Linked DNA regions of Sus scrofa: region 2 is linked to region 1. A link is a contact called in public HiChIP or PLAC-seq data. All regions are on one chromosome and are shown on one strand. The core of a region is the stretch at or near the end of the contact, and the rest is flanking DNA. Distances in the headings are between cores, read along the strand shown. Region 1 overlaps ZNF648 (a long non-coding RNA gene). Region 2 has its middle 26 kb from the start of ZNF648.

Region 1 (3,978 bases), core at 615-3,114:
TCTGCCCCGAAACACTGAACTAACCCTAAGCCTTCCCCACTTTTTTTTTTTGGCCACACTCACAGCATGTGGAAGTCCCCAGGCCAGCGATCCAGCCCACACCATAGCAGCCACCTGAGCCACTGCTGTGACATTGCTGGATCCTTAACCCACTTTGCCACAAGGGAACTCCCCTTTCCCATATCTTAAATGAAGCCAAAGCTTTGACACCTTGTATGTAGGCTGATCACAAGTCCCAGATTATCCAGGGTTGTTCCATTTGCACCTCTTGTCCCCATGTCATTAATAGTGCTCTCTTTCATTCTCACATGCGCCCCAGCTTGGATGATAAATGACAAGGCACCCCATCTATTCCTCTTCTTCCCAGCCTTAATCAGTCAAACTTCAGTCAAATGAACCTTCATGGAGGAACTGAAATTTAAAGGCAGATAATAATAATTATTAGCAAATTCCCACATCCCCTGCTTCGGTCCTTTGTACCCTGGGGTTTTGTGTGTGTGTGTGTGTTTGTTGCTGTTTTATTTGTTTGTTTTTTGGCCCCAAGCGCACTCTCTCCTAAGTCTTAGCTACTTGTTACATTCGCCATCATTTTTCTAAATAACAGGCTGCTTCTTGATTTTATCATTTTCCTATCCTCTACTGACTTCTGCTATAGAAGGAACTATTTCCCCTTAAACTTTGTATGTTGAAGTCCCACCTCCCCATGTGAGTGTGTTTGGGTCAGGACCTTTCTGCAATAGTGAGGGTTAAATGAGGTCACAAGGGTGGGGCCTGATCTGAAAGGACTAGTGCCCTTCTAAGATGAGGAAGAGACGCTCGAGTGCCCTCTGAGAGGACAGGCCACGTGAGATCACGATGACAAGGTAGCTTTCCTTAAGCCAACCAGGAACAAGATTGGGTCGCATCTCGATCTGGGACTTCCCAGTCTCCAGAGCTGTAGGAAATAGACGTCTGTGGTTTAAGCCACTCGGGCCGGGGTGTTTCGTTATGGCAGCTCGAGCTGACTAAGACAACTTCCTGTTGGGAGGAAGAGACCTTCTTCTTCCTGCAACTTCCCTACACACACATGCACACACGCACACAACACACAACACGCACATACCCTTCACATACTCACACACACGTCAATATGCTTCACAGGCTCACACATACATCTCATGCACACTCACAACACACACACACACACACACACCCCCTCTTCTTCCCAGCTTCCCTGTTTCTTACCTGGTGCGGCCTCCTGCCCCATTCTCTTTGTCAGTGATTCCTTAGGTGTAATGTGGTTTTGTAAATCTTTCCCCTGATCTATATTAGCAGCATTTCAGTATGGTCTTCTCCTCTTACACCCACGGTGCTTTTAACTAGAAGCTCTTTATTACTTAAAGTAATATTTGGATATGACCTTTATGCAGGGATGAGGGTTACATGAGGTCACAGAGTGGGGCCTAACCCTTGGTGTGTCCACACACCATGTGTTTTAATTTTCCAAGAAATGTCCCTGAAGAAGCATTTGTATCACCACCGTCCTCACATGAAAAGCTTTATGATCACCAGCTGGCTGCCTCAGCCTTAGTGATTTCCAGGCCTTGAACGCTGGCCAATTTGTGTGGCCTGTTTGAGTTTTCCTTCAGGACTCCTTAAGTTCAGCTTCTAGAGATAAAATAGCTTTGTGAAATGGATTCACTCCCACTCATAATTTCAGAGAGGCACGTGAAAGTCCTTTTGAAACCCGTACGGGGGCACTGTTCACATATGAACATTATTATCAGCAGTAACAAAGTGAAAAAAATGCACTTTTAGACTTAGGTCATCAAGATACTACTCTCAGCACTGCTTTCCAACTCTTCAGCATTCAGCTAAGGAAATGCTCTCAGCACTGCTTTCCAGGACGTAGCACAGAGAAGACTCACTCCAATGTTAAATGAATGAATCAGCAGGTCCGTCTAAGAATACCGATTCCTACTAGCTCACCCTTCTCATTCTTAACGACCATATAAATTCTGAAGGGCACCAGGTTTTACCTTTGTATGTATAATAAGGCATTCCATTCCATTCCAGTGGAAACACAGGGTTACTTCTCAGTTGAAGAAATTAAATGCTCCACAGAGTGTAATCCCAGTCTCAGATAGATATTTTCAGCAGGACTGGTATTACAGAATACCATGTTTCTGAACTGCTTCAGTATTACCTGGATACAAATGACGTTTTCACTGAATTCACTCATTCAGAAAACAGTTATTGAGTGCCTCCTCCATTCCAGTCACTAGAAGTAGCGGATAAAAGTTACAGCTAACACTTACATAGTGCCTACTCTACTCTGTATTGTTACATAAAGTAACTCATTTAATTCTCATAATGATCAGATGAGAGTGCTACCATCATGATTCCCATTTTACAGATGAGAAAACAGATGAGCTGATGAGTAACTTGATTGGTCTACACCAGAACTTTTCCACCAGGGGCAATTCCCCTCTCCTGCCATTCAGCAATGTCTGGAAACATCTTTAATTCACATGACCTGTGATGATAGGTAATTATAAAGCCAAAGGACGCTGCTAAGTATCCTACAATATATTGAATGGCCTGGAAACAAGGATCAATTCATCCAGAATATCACTAATGCTGCTATTAAGAAGCCTTGATTGACATCGTTCAGAATATAGCGTTCTTCTGGAAGCTGTTATTGAATCATTGGTGAACACATGACTTACTCTGACCCAATCAGACTAAAGGAGAAGGTTTTGGGGAGACGCTACGTTCACTCATTTCTCTCCTGCTGGGTGTGAACAAGGAGCAGCAGCCTGATATCCAGGGGCAGCCGTCTTTTATATTGAGAATAACCAACCTTTCCACAAAGGACAGCAGAATGGAAGGGCTGGAATAACCCCTGTGCTTAATGAGGTTACTGAGCAGCATTGAACCGTATCTCTCCTGGAACCCAAACCATTTCTAGACTTTTAGTTATCTGAAGCAATGCATTCATATTGTTTAAGCCCGAGTGAGTGAGTGTTATCTGTTTCAGGCAGCTAAGTGTCTACCCAACACACTTGGGGAATTATAGGCAACATCTGGAAAATTCAGCAAAGACTCTTTCACGTTGTCAGATCCCTCATCAGAAATTCATGCTTCTCCCTTCTGGCTGAACTTTGTCTTCAGAGGAGATGTGGAGACACCGTCTTTAGCTTGTTCTCCTTCCGAAGGAACATACACTAAGTAGGGACTTCGTGGGCTCCGTCGACAAGCAGTTCGAGTCCAATGCCATGTGCCAGGGAAGAAGGGGAAGGACAAAGAGGGAAACTGCCATCTAGGTGGAAACAAAGAATACTATATACATGGAGAAATCCGAGAGATGAGCTGTGGGACTCGGTGGTAAGGACCATGGGTTAAAAATAGAGAATTTAGAATTCGGGCAAGGAAAGGATGCGCCGGAGTGGTTTGGAGGAGGTGGGCTTAAGAGTGAAGGCCATGCCTATGGACCCCGGATGACCTGGGGCGATATGTTGCGGGAATTTAGAAAGTGATCATTAAACATTGTTCCAATGGAACAATCCATTATTGAAACTAAAGGAGATGGCGACCTGAATCTTTGGTACACACATCATATCCTACGGACTCTGGTGGTGGCAATTTTCATTATATATCCTGGAAGCCACAATTGTGTTATTGCCCCAGCACCTGCATGTAGTAGCATAACAGGCCCACCTCCTCTTACATCAGTAGGCACATCTGTGAGAAGGTGAGTAGAGAAGGGAGATAAAGTTGGTCTTAGAAGTCTGCGAATACCATCAATGAAGTTGTTGGATGCTGGATGTCTTTCTTAAACATCTATACTGCATTAGGGAGCAATCTAGAATCTGTACAGAGAGGCACTATTTTGTTTTGGAAAATAAATCCTTAGTTTAGTTTCTGGGACCTGTCAAATGAATCATTTCAACATAATTTTCCAAAATTACTGGGTGTTTTTATGGTGTCTAGTACTTT
Region 2 (3,978 bases), core at 1,077-3,576, 130 kb before region 1:
CGAACCTGCATCCTCATGGGTCCATTTGGGTTCTTAACCTGCTGAGCCATAATGGGAACTCCCTCTTACATTTTGAAATGTTTAGAAATGAGAATGTATTACTTTATAATGAAAATGTTTAAAATTAATTTATTAATAGCTCCCTATTATGTTTATGTTATGATGAGATAGAATTTTTTTTTTCTTTCTTTTTCAGGGCCACACCAGTAGCATGTGGAAGTTCCTAGGATAGAGGTCAAATTGGAGCTTCAGCTCCCAACCTACGCCACAGCTCTAGCAACGTGGGATCCAAGCTGTGTCTGCAACCTACACCACAGCTCATTGCAACACCGGGTCCTTAACCCACTGAGTGAGGCCAGGGATCGAACTGGCATCCTTGTGGATGCTAGTCAGATTCATTTTTGCTGTACCCCAACAGGAGCTCCAGATAGAATTTTTTAGTATCAAACCAAACCAAACCAAACCAAACCAGTGTGCTGTCTATGCAAATATAGCTTCAAATCAAACAGCATGGGGCTCTCCTTCAATTAGATGCTGCCACCATGACCCTCGAGCTAGGAGTCTTGCTCAGGTTTTCTCCTGAAAGCTGGGGCTGCCTGTCTCCCCAGATTCAGTTGTGACCAAGAGTCTATGCAGGCCACCTGCCTGCCAAGCTTGAGCTGGGCGCTCTTGCTCACTTCACAGATGAATAAGCTGAGGTGCCAAGAAATGATGTGATGATGCGCTTAAGGCCAAACAAGTTAGTGAAGTGGCAGGGCTAGAATTTGAACCCTAATTTCCTAACTCAGCCCCAGTAATCTTGCCTCTACCATGGTGTCTTTCCTGGGATCCCAGGAGATGTGGGAGAGGGCAACACCAAGAGTCTGGTTCCTTCTGCGTCAGCTTTTGTATCAGAGGAGGCATGATGTGAAAAAACGCATATGATCAAATTTTTCGTACCATTTCCCACGGCTTATCAAGGTTCCCACCTCACCAAGTCTCCATGAACACCACCTGACAACTTCCGGCTCCAAACAAGAGATGGGGAGAGGAGGCCAGTTCACCCCAGGAGCTCAGCAGAAGCTGTAAGGCCTGATCCTCCTAGGCTTCTGCCTCAGCCCTTTCCATGGCCTCCAGGGCAGCCATCACCCTTTCATGCTTCCTCTGCCATTCTCTTCATACTGCAAAAAGTCCATCCTTCTCTCCTGCCTCTATCAGAGCACAGGAGCAAGGGTGAGGACCCCCACTGACATTGAAAAGAGGTGGCAGGTTGGGGGGATGCGGTGCAAAGAGGCAGAGGGATAGGGGACAGTGGAGGTAGCTTGGAAAGAGTGGAGAAAAAGCTACTGAGAGAAGCAAGAGAATAAAAATGGTTAAGGGCACAGACTTTCTGAAGCTAGAGTATGTGAGTTCAAACCCCAGCTCTCCCCCTAACAGTCTCTGTGTGACCTCAGATGAATTACTTTACCTGTCAGAATATCTACTTGATAGGGCTGACGTAAAAATTAAATGAATTAGGACTTCTTTTGTGGCGCAGTGGGTTAAGGATCTAGCATTGTCACTGTAGTGGCTTGGGTGGCTGCTGTTGTGGCAAGGGTTGCATGCAGCAAGTGTGGCCCAACAAAACAAAACAAATAAGCAAAAATTAAAGGAATCAAGGGCTGTCAGGTGGAAAGTTCCTGGTATATGTTTCTATGTTTCCTTTTATAATACCCTGACTAGCTGTACCACTTGGGCCATTCCCCTCCTTCTCTGACCTTCAGATTCTCATTTATAAAGTAAAGGGGTTGGATCAGGTGGTTCCAATTCCTTGCTCACTTTCAAGTTTTAGGCTTCATTGGGAAACATTCTTAGGTTTCTGTTGAGGGCTGGCTCTCTGCAGCGTGATTTAAATGGTCACAATAGCCTTGTCACTTGGAATTGACTGTTGTGCCTCATGTCTTTGGATGTTAAAAATATTTGATGTTTAAGATTGTCTAGCTGAAGTTCAAGTTCTCTTGGAGATCTTCAAAGCAAAAAAGATGAAAGGACCCTAACAGCAAAAAAAAGGGAGAGTAGGCATCCTAGGAGCTGAGGTGGCAGAGGGAGAAGGGCCTGGCTGCTGCCTGCCAGTCTGAAGTCCCACTCTGTGCCCTTTCAGTCCTGCTGGCTCCCTCTCTTGCCCGAACTTCCCTCCTTTCCTCTACGTCACTGCGTTGTTAAAGCCACTACCACATTTGTCCCTTTCTTCCCTGCCTGCCATCTCTTGGTAAAGATGGCCAAACCCAGCTCCTATGCTGCCTGGCCTCCTGGCCACAGCCCCATCCTCCCAGCCTCTCTGAGTAGCTCCACCCCGTTGACTCCTTCTCAAAAGGCTCCTTCCCTTTCCTGTCGCTGACTGACACTCTGGTCTCCTTTGACTTTCAAACAGCCTCTAGTCTAGCCTAGCTCTGGTCTAGCTGACCCTTGGCCCAGTCCCAGTCTAGGGTGTGGTTAGGCTCAGGGAATCCCATCAGGGGAGACTTGGCCCATCTGCAATGACCTAGATTGCCTAGGGGGATAGAATCCGTTTCGAGGGTGTGTGACATTCTTCTCTTCCCTTCTCCTCAGCTCCATTTTCCTCCCTGAAATGTCCCCTTGCCTTGCCTGCTTTAGAAACAAATGTTCAGGGAGCTGCCCAGGCAGGTTCAAAACACGCAGCTGCCAAAGCCCCTGCCCTTCCCTCGCCACACTTGCTGCTGCTATATGTGGAGTGGCTCTCTGGCCCTGAACACTGGGGTCAATGTGCGGATACTCAGCTCTTCAGCAGCCTGTCCCTCTGCTGTGTTTTTGTTTAGGGGGATGTGAAGCCCTGTGCACCCCCCACCCCTCCATTCCATGTTTCCCTGAGGTTTTTATTTTTTGTCTTTTTAGGGCCACACCTGTGGCATATGGAGTTTCCCAGGCTAGGGGTCTCACGGGAGCTGTAGCTGCCGGCCTGCGCCACAACCACAGCCACACCAGATCCCAGCAGCGTCTGCAACCTACATTGCAGCTCATGGCAACGCTGGATCCTTAACCCATGATGGAGGCCAGGGATGGAACCTGAGTCCTCATAAATACTAGTTGTGTTCGTTAACCACTGAGCCACGACGGGAACTCCTCCCTGAGTCTTTGGGGGCTGTGTGTCTGTCTGACAGCCTGGTGTGTCTGGCAGATGGTCTAGGCCTGGTGGTCCCAGGGGACCTTGGGATGAAGGAGCAATTCTTTTATGTTTTCAAAGCCAGGGCTAGGCTAAGGCCTTTCCGGCATCTCTATTTTTCCCCCAAACAAGTCTCTTTAGACCCTTGTGTGTTTGTTAGACAACATGTGTCCACATTTGGAACCTGACTATGAGCTTAACTTCAAACAAGGTTTATTTTCCTCTTATAAGAAGTCAGAGGTAGCTGCCAGGCTATGCCATAGTATCAGGATGTAATTAAGGTCCCAAACTCAGATGGTTTTGCTCCACCACCCTTAGAAAGTGGCTTTTCTCATGATCTAAAGATGGCTTTTGCAGCTCCCAGAATTATTTCTGTATTCCTTTTTTTTCTTTTTCTTTTTTTTTTTTTTTGTCTTTTGAGCTTTTAGGGCTGCACCTGCGGCATATGGAGGTTCCCAGGCTAGGGGTCGAATGGGAGCTGTAGCTGCCAGCCTACACCGCAGTCATAGCAATGCAGGATCTGAGCCGTGTCTACGACCTACACCACAGCTCACAGCAACAGCAGATCCTTAACTCACTGAGTGAGGCCTGGGATGGAACCCGCAACCTCATGGTTCCTAGTCGGATTGTTTCTGCTGCACCATGACGGGAACTCCTACTTCTGTATTCTAAGTAAGGAAAAGGATGAACGATGAAGGGCACGAGGCCAAAGTGGTTCCTACAGCTGCATTTGTCCCTTAACACACTTTCCTGCAAACAATCTCTGCTTGCATCTCATTGGCCAGCCCCGTATCACTGCCTCTCTGGCGACGGAGGGATGAGGGTTTCAAGGGAGGGAC

What was found. HiChIP or PLAC-seq counts read pairs in DNA pulled down with a chosen protein or histone mark.
Region 2: an H3K27ac HiChIP or PLAC-seq map of alveolar macrophages shows a contact between it and region 1. The contact joins two enhancer-like sites. A contact is called at or near these places in 2 of 2 datasets of contacts at active chromatin or transcription factors (alveolar macrophages and skeletal muscle).

What each region holds. Positions count from the first base shown.
Region 1 is chr9:123,600,102-123,604,079 of Sscrofa11.1, reverse strand. All of the region lies in intron 7 of ZNF648 (a long non-coding RNA gene), which reads left to right. Among named protein-coding and RNA genes, the nearest start is that of ZNF648, 100 kb to the left of the region's middle. Within about 2 kb of position 1,864, at least 12 of the 83 cell types and tissues checked have an H3K27ac peak or open chromatin away from gene starts, as enhancers often do. A contact at or near this core is called in alveolar macrophages and skeletal muscle, where this site is marked.
Region 2 is chr9:123,730,584-123,734,561 of Sscrofa11.1, reverse strand. No RefSeq gene overlaps it. Among named protein-coding and RNA genes, the nearest start is that of ZNF648, 26 kb to the right of the region's middle. Within about 2 kb of position 2,326, at least 9 of the 83 cell types and tissues checked have an H3K27ac peak or open chromatin away from gene starts, as enhancers often do. A contact at or near this core is called in alveolar macrophages and skeletal muscle, where this site is marked.